Regions from separate parts of the Zea mays genome. Here region 2 is linked to region 1. The links are chromatin contacts, called in public Hi-C maps. All regions are on one chromosome and are shown on one strand. Each heading gives the region's core, a stretch centred on a gene start, on an enhancer-like site or on the middle of the called end of the contact. The rest is flanking DNA. Distances are from core to core; before and after follow the strand shown.

Region 1 (5,753 bases), core at 1,217-3,716:
AGTGCTGCGAGTGCTGGTAGTGGCTGACCAGCCTGCTCATCGCCTCCGAGGTCGTGATCTTCTCCAGCGGATCGTCGTAAGATCTTTCGAACTACAGTACGGTATATATACGTGAGAGAGAGAAAAATGGGGAGTGCAGAAGTTCAGACAAGCTAGACATGCTACAGCAGGCTATACTGAAGGAGGAGGATCGGAGGTGGCAGAATCCGGCTCACCCTCGTCTTCATCGACCCTTTCAGGGTGGCCTTCACCCTGTCGAAGTCCGAATTTATGCACCGGAGGAAATGGTCCGACGGGTTGCGCATCGGCGGGCACGGGAACCCAGCTTGCGCGAAGAACTGCTCTCGATCGGATCGTGCACAGTAGACACGCATGCCCCCATTGGTGTAGCAAGCCAAAAACACGTACACGTACTCCTAGCTAGTCCTAGACAGGTCGGAGTACGAATTAGGAAAAAAGAAAACTCATGTTGTTGTTACCTCGCAAGCCTCTGAAGCCTTGCCAAAGTAGACTGTTCTGCCTCCTGACAGGAGGTAGAGGCAGTCGAACAGCAAGAAGACGTCGCTGCTCGGCTGGTGGACCGAAGCTACGACGGTCCGGCCGCCATCCCTCGCCAGCCCCCGCAGCGTCTGCGTCACGAAGAACGCCGAAGCGCTGCACGATTTTGTGTGTTTTTTTTGTTGTTGCATCGATCAGTCGTCAGATGATTGATAGGCCGGCCTGAAGCAAGCGCCCGCGCGCGTACATATACCTGTCGAGGCCGCTGGTGGGCTCGTCCAGGAAGAGCAGCCGGGGCCTCATGAGGATCTCCAGGGCGATGCTGACCCGCCTCTTCTCGCCGCCGCTGATCCCCCTCAGGTGCCAGTTGCCCACCACCGTGTCGGCGCAGTCCTGGAGCCCCATCTCGGCGATGGTGCCCTCCACCAGGGCCTGCTTCTCCTCCCTCGGCATGCTGTCGGGGAGCCGGAGACGCGCCGAGTACGAGATCGTCTCCCTCACCGTCAGCGTGCCGATCAGGTTGTCGTCTTGCGTCACGTAGGCCTGAATTTTTTTTGCAGATTGACAGTATTTTTCAGTAGCAAGAGGTGTGAGAGAGACGTTAGCAGATCATGATGGTTTGTTTGGTGAGCCCAGGAAAAAACAGAACCGGTACGGTGTCTCCTCACCACCCTCAGCCACAGTAGTGGGTGTGGGTGTTTAAACTCCAGTCACCAAACACACACCTGACAACAGAACGATCCATCAGGAGAACAGACGGGCGACAGCTAGCGAAGGCAGCATGTCGCCCAAATTTTGACCGGAGATGGCTACTGCTGCTGATCCAACAACCACAGATGCAAGGGCTGGCTTGATGCATGGCATCTTGTGCTGCGATCGCGAAGCCGCTGCCGAAAGGCAGCAAGGTTACAGAACCTGGCATGCATGGCATATGTGACGAGTCCTCTCCTCAGTGACCAAGATCGGCGATGCCGGAAGATCCAAGGAGAACTCAAGGTCACGTACGTACCGACGGCGAACCGGTGACACGAGGACGACGACGACGTGCGTACCGCGGCGCCGAAGGAGAGGTTGGCCTTGCGGCCGTTGAGGAGGACGGTCCCGTCGAGGAAGGCGTTGGCGGCGAGGCGTCCGGCGAGCGCGTCGAGCAGCGTGGACTTGCCGGAGCCGGACGGGCCCATGAGCGCGGTGATGGTGCCGGGCTCGGCGTGGCCCGTGAGGCCCTGCAGCACGGCCTGCGTGTCGCCGGTGCCGAGCGCCACGGTCACGGTGAGGTCCCGCCACGCCAGCCGCGCCGACACGTCCCCGAGGAGGACCCCGCCCGCCGCCGCCCTGTCGCGCCACAGCGTCTCGCTCAGCGGGCTCAGCACGGGCGCCGCCGCCGCGGCAGCAGCAGCGTTCCCCAACGAGTCCTCCAGCTCCGCCGCCACCGCGGCCGCGGCCTCCCTCCCCATCACGGCCACTGCCCCCTTCCTCATGCACGCCTCGTTAGTCTCCTCCGCTTTCTCTGTCTGTGTGTGTCTCACTCCCTCTCTCTCTTCTCGTCCTGGCAGCTTCACGCGAGAAGAGTGGCTGGCTTGTCGGGCCGGGCGTGTCCGTGCTGCAGAGTATACTCCTGTGTGCGCTTGGCCGCTTGCTCAGTTGCTGCTGCAGTGAGTGGCGAGTTTTATGAGCGGGAAGCAGTGGTGGATGCGAAGGCTGAAGGGAGTAAATGGAGCACCCAGAGCGGAAGTTATGACGGCGCAGAGGGGTTTGACCTGGGGTCAAGCGGTGGCGCAGGAAGCAGGGCGTAGCATGCGATGCGCATGCGGGTCGTGTTTGGCTTCGGCGTGCGCTGGGAGGACATGAGATTGAGATGGGTTCAAAACTGCATCTGCATGCGTCGCACGCAGCAAGATCGTGTGTAGGAGAGGATTACGTACGTACGTACGTCTGGTCTGGGTCGGCTGCATGCGATGCACGGACGGGCTGACGTGAGTGTGAGTTGCCGGTAGCCGTCCGTACGTCCTGTACGCATCATGGTGTGTCACGTACGTCCTGTATATATACTAGTACACTAATAAATAGTATTTGTATGTTGGCACATAAAGCTGGTAGATAAAGATGCAGAGAAGACGTTGGTAATCTCCAAGAGCTTACCTATATTTCCTATTTTAAACTCCATCTTATAACCAAGAGATACCCGAGAACAGTCTGATCATGGGAGACCCAGCGAGCATACTCCGAGTTTGGTTGAACGGAGGTGGTTTCACTGGTGTTGACGACGATGGTCTGAGCCGGCATTGCTTCGGCTCCGGTAAGAAGTCCCTCCATCTGCACCGCTCGGATCGGCGAGATGGCGACAGGACTTGGGCTTTCCACAACATGTAATTTGTTTTGTTGAGTTTCTCTGTAATCGGGATTTGGAAGGAAGAGGGGATGGTGGCAGTATTGGAGTCGAACGCCATGGCTAGATGAAAGAATTTCAGTGGTGGGCTCTGGTACCATGAAAGCTGGAATTGGTTTAAGCGTTTTCACCACACTTAGGTGGCCATAGGTTGCATGCATGTTAATATAGGCACCAATGGCTAGATGCAACAACACGTACAAGAAGCAATCAAATCAATCTGAGTTTATCCTTTCTATCTATAGGAGATTAATTATCCTTTCTATCTAAAGAAGATTGATTCGGTTGAAGATTACAGGAAGCTTCTAGAGAAAGAATCTCTAACAGTGTCAGTGTCGGAGGCACGATAAGGCCAACATGTCGGGTTGTCTGTCGGTCCGTCGCAATGAAATATCTTAAACATTAGAGAAAAAGATAATGCATTCAAATTTACAATGTATAACAAAAAACCCACAATGTTACATACTACATCACTAGTTCACTTGTTCATATCATAAAAAAATCACAAATCCATAACTCGAAAATTGCCATTGACAACGACAACAACCATTTCAGAACTAGACCACAAGTCAAAACTCACAAGATCACATGAAAGGCGAAAGGAAATCTCAAAATATAACTACAGCCTTAGTGCAATGTCACCTTGTTAAAAGCATTTCTAGATAAAAAATCATACTTCGTGAGAAACCTCTAGGAAGGAAAAGAGTACGACAAGTTCCTTCATGTTCAAACAATGCATAAGTATGTATTTGTCCAGTTCACTTTACTAACAAACAACATATAGGTAAACACAATAAAGGAGACCAACACCACCAATTAGCTCTTCCACTAGGCTAAGCTCCTTGGTTCTACAGTCCCTTGCCCTTCTTGACCTCATAATCCAGATACATGTGTAAAAACAGCTTCCAACTTATTGGTCTCCTTCTCCACATTATGATAAGCAGTCTCAGGTGATCCATTTCATTAGGCATCTAGTAAGGAAAAATAGAAGCACCTACAGGAACAATCCAGCAACAAACTCAGAGGGAGGGGGGCTATATATGTTAGTGTCTCGGGAAGGATATACCCCTAGAAGTAACTAAGACATATTCCGAGTATTTTAGTACAAGAGGCTATTGTGAGGCCCACTATGCTGGAACGACAACACCTAGGGTACCATGCCATAAGACTACATTCAATGGTCCCCGCCAACCTTCCCCTCCCCTTGTTGTGGCGGATACAGATCCACGCGAGCGCGTTCATTGGTCACCCCTACAACTGCTACAGTACAAGCGATGAGCACAGTACAACGCTAGAAAAAGGGTAGCGTTGTGCTGCCCCTTGCCTCGATTTCGGTGCACACATGTATTTGATAGTTGAGAAAAAATGGTAATGAATGATGAATGGGTAGGGGAAATTATATTTTATGGTGTAGTGGTGTTTTGGGGGAACCTTTATAGAGGGTGGAGATATAAGGGAAGAGAGATTGCTGGCGTGGGGGATAGTGGGATATTTGGGGAGAAATATAGAGGGAACCGTTGAACACAATCTAAGGAACTCCCTTGGCACCAGTCGGAAGAGGAGCTTGATGTAATTAGATTTGACGGGGGGCACCATGAACGGAAGAGGAACACAAAGACTTATAAAGTTATAGAGTGACCCAAGATTCAGTAGACCCTAGGGTGATCTAAGGACCTAGGGCACATAATGGCCCGAGAAAGCTCGAAGAAGGAATCATATAAGTCCTCGAAAGCCTTGAGCTATAGGGAAATACTTAGCAATAATTTAAAGCTCCTAGGACCCCTCGTGGTCCAGAACACTAATGAGAACAAGCCCTCAAGGCCCCTCATGCCCTAGGGTGATCATGAGAATAAGCCTAAAGTCTCTAAAGCACCTCCCACCCGAGGGCATTATGAAGTATAAATGTTTGTGGTAGTCCAGGCCCCAAAATACATAGCAACACTTAGACAATGGGAACCTTTTGTTGACCTCTAGGTCCTTAAGCACCCTGGCCTCATCTCGCGAAGACGGTTGGGCCTAGAGCCTTTTAGGGGTCCGATGCACCCTGGGGACAGGGTACTCATGCGCCTAAGTGTAATTCTATTATAAGATAGAAGAATGTGTTAAGACTAATCAGGAACAGTATGACTATAGGGATTAGACCCCAAAGATGTGAGGATAAGTCCATAACCATAGCTTAACAGATAAGTCTTAAGTACACCATATTAAATATGTGATGGGCGCTGCAGCAGCCATCACTCGGAGGATCGAGCAACTGAATCAGGACTGCTGCTGTTCTTCCCGCCGTTTTCTCAGCCCATCCTTTAATTTCCTGTTGAGATCGGAGCGGTCGGGGCTGCTGCCCTGCCCTCTCTCATGGTCATGGGCGGGGGCGCGGAGCGGCTGGTCGACGATGCATGCATGGGCTCATCCATGGCAGGTTCGGAGAACCAAGAACTGCTTTCATGGCGCGTGGCGGGATATATAGCGTTTGTGCTGCGACAGTTGTGATCGCATTGCAGGTTTCGAAAAAAAAAACATATTGCATAGCGTACATACTGCATTGCCTACCTCGATTAAGAGCACAGAGCCATAACATCGATGAAGGACAGAGGCGTGTTAATCCAGTGCCGGTTGCACACGGGCTGCTGCCATGCCATCGTCCCTAGCTACCGCATTTACCACTGCACGGCGACTTTACTCGTAGTCGTTTGCACATCAGACCAGATCCCTGCAGCCAGATCTTTTACTCCGATTCGCGCATGCATGTAGCCTCCGGTATCCATGGATCTGATGAATGTCGCAGTCGCGCGCGGTAGCTGCATGCGCAGTGAAGCCGTTGGAGACTTGGAGTGCTGCTGCTGGTCTGGGGGTCTGCGCGCGGTAGCTG
Region 2 (5,753 bases), core at 1,845-4,344, 260 kb after region 1:
TATTCCCCTCATTTTCTTCGCAGCCGAACAAAAGAAGTATGTACTAATTATAATTTAAGCGGGTCGATGATGACTGTCAGAGATTTATCCTCACGAGAAACGGAGATTAGGAAAAAATATCCATGTAAGCGTTTGTGAGGATCCAGCACGCAATGCAGTCCGTGGTGTGGACAACCTGCCTGGGCCGGGTATGGTGGATTTATGTTCCCAACTGGGGTGGGCCGTGTTGTGAGGCCAGCACGAGGGCCCAGTGTCTCGGTTGAGTCGAGAGCACAATACGATACAAGGAACAAGAACCATTCTTGGTGATTTTGATTCCACGTGTCTGCAATTAGTAGCCTGCAGTACAAATGAATCGACGCGTGGTGACGTCGTGAGGGCCGCACGTACGCGCGCCCATGCGGCAGCGGTGGTGTAGTTCACTGGATCTGGATCCTGGGCTTGAGGACGAGCATCCTGCACGAGTGCGGCGCGACGTCGAAGCTCATCTTGTCCGTGAACGTGGCGTCCAACGTCTCGTGCTGGGACAGACAAGATAGAAGAAGGGCACCCGAGTCAGTGAAGGGCGCCCGAGCGCTCGCATGACGACCGACCGATTCGCCCATGCCGCCGCGAGGACGACGGCCGCGCGCACTACTGTACGTACCAGCCACAGGTCCCTGGCCTCGACGGGCGTGCCGGCGGGGAGGCCGATGTCGTCCCAGTGCGCGGCGATGGTGGCCTCGTCCTTGGCGTGCCGGTTCAGGAGCAGCACCGCCGTCCGGTACTCGGAGAGCGGCGCGGCCCAGATCTCGCTGCTCCCCTCCATCCGCACCTTCTTCCCCTGCACGCCGAGCGGATCTGCACGCGACGCGACGCACGCCCAACACACAACACAGGAACAACGCATCGCCTCCGGTCAGTGAAAAAACTGGACACGCGGGCGCTGAACGCAGCCGGGCGCTCTCACCTTGGTTGACGGCGATCACCTCCTTGTTGGCCAGGATGGCGTACGTCTCCCGCGACATGTGCCTGACGTCGCAGCCGATGATGAGAGGCGCCTGCGCGTTCATTGGCCGGGCGAGGACAAGTTCAGACAAAAAAAGAAACTAAAATGTTCTGTCTGTGTACCACTACCAGGATGCAGGCATCAGGTGTACGCAGTCTCACTGACCTTGGAGATCGCCCAGAGGCTGAAGTGCACGACGTACTCGCTGTTGGTCATGCCCCCGTTGCCCACCTCCAGCATGTCCGGATCTGCACACGCCAGAGCACCGGACCGGATGAGCGTTAAGGCGCGAATCCATCTGATCATGTACAGGCCGTTCAACTGATCATGTGTACAGTACAGACCGTTCCATCCGCCGGGGCGCGCGTACTCCGACCACACCTCGTTCTGGTCCGCCGTGGCGATCATGCTGGAACCGGCGGCAGGTATCGTCTCAGTGAAGCTAGCAAACGGTCTGGAGTCTGGACAGGACAGCGGCGAGGCCGCGACGCAAGGAACAAACAGACTGACCTGTCCCAGGTGTCGGCGATGTCGTTGGTGGTCCTCCAGCTGTTGCCGTAGGTCGCGCCCCACGTCGCCGGGTGCATGTCGCCCCTGGTGATGGTGGTGATCGACTCAAGTCAGCTCGCTTGCCACGAAATGACGAAACCGGGTCATGGTGATCGAGAGACGCACGCCTGTTCCGTTAGTTACCGTACGTACCATTCGCAGAGCGAGAAGTAGATCGGCCGCCCCACCTTCATCAGTGCTCTGCTCATCTCCGGGTACCTCTCCAGCGGCTTCAGGTCGCCGTTGTTGCAGTTGTCGTACTTGAGGTAATCCACCCCCTGCGCGCGTGGACAGAGACCAAATGGACAGAGTACTCGCGAGGTGGCAGATGCGACTCTTCTTTTTGTCTCAACTCACCCATGCCGCGAAGGTCTTGGCGTCCAGCTCCTCGTGTCCGAGGGACCCGGGCTGGGCCTTGGCGCAGGTCTGGAACCTGCATCCAGAGCAGTCTGTCACAGACGGAGACGGTCGTCGTAGACTATACGGCGAAAAACCAAGTGCCGCCGGGGGCAAGCAGTCAAGCACGCAAGCTAGCTATTTCTCCCTCGTCACTCTCACCCGGCGTCGGAGTAGATCCCGAGCTTGAGCCCCTTGCCGTGGACGTAGTCCGCCAGCGCCTTGATCCCGTGCGGGAACGTCTTGGTGTTGGCCACCAGGTTGCCCTGCAAAGCGGCCCACCAGGGACAGAGAGCCCGGCCGGAGCAGCATTAGGCTCTTGTCTCGCCACCAATCGTCGTTCAGCTCAGGTAAGTTGAGACTTGAAGCATTGGCTTGTGTTGTGCCGTGCGTACCTTAGCGTCACGTTGTGGCTCTGCCCAGCAATCATCTGAGACATGGGGGTCGACAAGAACACGTTTGGTAATCCAGTTCAGTTCATAAGGATCCTTTTTTTTTATCGCCAGAAAAAAAAAAGGGTTTCAAGAATCAGCTCAAGAACCCCGGAGACTAGCTAGCGCACCGATGTTGACGTATCTGTAGCCGAGAGCGGCGAGTCCGGTCGACACGAGCGCGTCCGCTGGAGGACGAGCACCAACGCATGCACGGGCGGCACAGCACGGACGGACACAGTTGAAGAAAGAAAAGGAACAGGAGAGAAAGAGATGTAAACCAGTCAGCTGCTCTATTCAGCTCAGCAAGCGATCAAGCTGTTACTGCTACTACGACGACAAAAAAAACTGAAGAGACAGAGAGGAAGCACCGGTCTCCCTGATGACCACCTCGCCGTTGCCGTCGCACTGGAAATGGTTCCAGCTGTTCCACCTGCGGCCCGAAAGAAAGAGATCAGAGACGAGACCAGACTCCAGAGCTCCCGCCCGCGCAGCCACACAGTTGACGACAAGGAACCCAGAACCAACGTTACCCCATGGGAGGGGCCGAGCCGAGGCCATTGGCCAGCATGCTCCGCCGGTGCGCCTCCTCCACGTGCACCACCTTGCCCCCCGCCACGGCGCCGCCCGCCACCGCCGCCACCACCACCACCAGTAGCAGCGCTAGCCTCGCCGCCGACGAGCCACGACCACCCGCCATTGCCCCGCTCCTCTCTGAACCAAAACCCTCCTATCACTCGCGCCTTAGCTTCTACTTTGTCTCTCTCTTGCCTTCGTGGATCGGATCAACGCTTTATATATAGCCTCCCGACGGATGACTGTGCTCGCTGGCTGGACTTTGTTGCCGGTGCGCACTTTTTTTCCAGCGCAGATGCGGACGGGTGTGTCGCGTTCCTCCTGTCGGGGATGGCGCCGGAGCACAGAAGCGCCCAGACTGCCTCGTTAGGTGTCTGGGCGCAAGAGGGTACACGTGTTCACTTGGGTCCTCTTTAAAAAAAACGTAGCTGGATTTATATTCGCTTTTGAATTGATAAAAGTGGAATATAAACTAAACTAGTTTAATATCCGGTACCTAACTATATTTTAAGATATTGATTGGGTGGCTAAGCGACATAGAGTCTTAATAGACCATTCACATAAAAATACTCATAATAAATGAATTTAATATGAACATATTGTTCATATACCCGATATTGAAATGATAAAAGAAATATTACACTTGATCTTAGCCAAAAGACTAAAAAAATTAGTTGAAAAGGAGCCCCATGCTCGAATTAAATTATAGTCAATGTTTTGGCTTAGGACTTGGGAGCAAGAAGATGGTGTAGATCTGATGCCCTAACCAAAATCATTATTGAGATTTCATAGGTAACACATGCAAATTCATTTATGGTAAATGGCTTAACAATTTTCTCCAAGTTTAGCAAGTACGCCAATAAGATCATTCCTGAAATACCAAATACAACAAGTTTATCCTCTAATGCTTAACATGCTTACTGAAATACACATACTTGCTCTTGCCTTTAGAGTATCACATCAAACAATAAAAATATAACTACCTCTGCATGGATCAGAAACATACGTCAAACCCAAGTAGCTCAGTGGCCCACTTGGCAATTCAGGGCTTCATCACGTCCAACTTGACCTTTGACCTTGACGTATCCACCTACCAAGAACAAACTCGTTGGATCAGAGAAAGCCCTTGCGGAAAACATCTATATATCCCTAAAAGTATTGTGCACTCATTACAGTCGAATTGAGAAACAAAGGGTATGAGTGAAAGAACGAACTGGCGAGATGGTCAAGCTCGGACGCGAACTTCTGCGTCTTGAGCAGCTTGGCTTGCTTATTTGAGAAGCTTGTGGCCTGGTCAGTGGACGTCCCCCGCGAAAACACGACAATTAGAGCGGTCTCTACCAATAATAGATCCGACGAGAATAACTTTGACCAGACGAAACACACGCTAGGTAGATCTACCGTTGATGCCATGTCGCCCATGGGATGGGAGGAGCGAAATGGAGCTCGTGTCGGAGCGAAATACAAGTGAGCTAGGAGACGGGCTCCCGGTCCCTTTTGGCGACAAATAGGTTCAGAGTTAGTTGGACTCGATGCAACTTTGATCACCTAGTGAGCATCCTTATTCGGAGGCGAGCTTCCTAACCCTCTTCATTGTGGCAGTGCAACGGCGGAAGAAGCAGCCGGAAGTTGTTGCGAAATGGACGAGGTTTCTTGCTAGAGCGACAGTTGCGAGAATGTTGTTGTGCGAATAAATAGGATAGAGATGAGATATGATCTGGTACAACGGGTTGATTTTGAAGAAATACATGGGATTCCTTGTAAAATGATGATGCAGGGCGACAATTAAAACTGTTGCTTTAATATAGTAGAAATAAAGATAGAGACAGAGACAGAGACACAGAAGACTTCGACCCAATTTACGATTTATCTTAAGTCTTAACACACGAGGCCTTAACCAGTTATGGGCCCACCGGCGTTGACGCCACGCGATCGGGCAAGCACTGTCAGCCGGAGCCGCCAAGGTTGGCCCACCAGAGAAGAGAAGAAGGCCCGGTCCCCGGTGCGACCGTGCGAGTGCGAGGGAGAGGGACGAATCCAATCGATCGACGGGATGATTCGAGGTTGGCCAATCCGATCACGTTATTGACTTTATGGGTATCCGGAGGACGTGACACGACGTAGACATATAACAGAGTCAGACTGAGCTTACCGTACCACACACTCTTCTGATAGGATCATAGACAATGTGATGCTTGAAATAGACGGTATAATAGATGTCTAGTACTCTAGTACTAGTGCGCATTACGAACAAGTGAAACGTTTTTTATTTTATTTAAATGTATACAAATATTATTGATATATTCATGGTATATTGTACTGTATATGTTATTAGATAATATGTTTTTACAATATACTAATTTAGAGAAAAAACAATACTATTTTTTATAGCACATCTACTTATATTTTTAAAAAGTTGATTTACATAAAACCCTAAGAGCATCTCCAAGAAACTCTTCATTTTTTGCTCTCTATTTGACTATCTATTTACGTTTTTATAAAGATTACACTTTATATCTGCATCTCAGTCCAACAGATTATCTATCTAGTTTGGCTAGTCAGGTGGCTAGCCAAATTTAGCTAGTGAGAGAGCCAATTTAGAGAGCCAGATAGATTGCGAGTCAGATAGCTAGTCTGTTGAAGATTTATTTTGCTATTGAGTAGCCAAAATTTGGCTTGACGACTTATTTAACTAGTCTCTTGGAGATGCTCTAAGTGCCACTCTTTTTAAGACTGAGGAAGTGCTCCACATGCATGAATATGATTTATTGCTTCATGGCACTAATCCTAATCTGATTAATACTTAGAGAATG

Evidence for each region. Hi-C and Micro-C count contacts between places; a contact is called where the count stands out from the background.
Region 2: a contact with region 1 is called in a Hi-C map of bundle sheath, with 3 times the contacts expected there. The contact joins the promoter of LOC100280970 here to the promoter of LOC103643414 in region 1. A contact is called at or near these places in 4 of 25 Hi-C or Micro-C datasets (bundle sheath, endosperm and leaf).

What each region holds. Positions count from the first base shown.
Region 1 is chr1:233,568,203-233,573,955 of Zm-B73-REFERENCE-NAM-5.0, forward strand. LOC103643414 (ABC transporter G family member 11) reads right to left here and starts at 2,467. Exons shown (of 5, transcript XM_020546746.3): 1 at 1,551-2,467; 2 at 752-1,041; 3 at 480-654. The coding sequence starts at 1,976.
Region 2 is chr1:233,823,621-233,829,373 of Zm-B73-REFERENCE-NAM-5.0, forward strand. LOC100280970 reads right to left here and starts at 3,095. Exons shown (of 13, transcript NM_001313794.1): 1 at 2,898-3,095; 2 at 2,736-2,797; 3 at 2,496-2,552; 4 at 2,329-2,363; 5 at 2,096-2,199; 6 at 1,895-1,970; 7 at 1,691-1,815; 8 at 1,499-1,582; 9 at 1,333-1,397; 10 at 1,154-1,236; 11 at 950-1,040; 12 at 647-840; 13 at 288-521. The coding sequence starts at 3,064. The coding sequence ends at 420.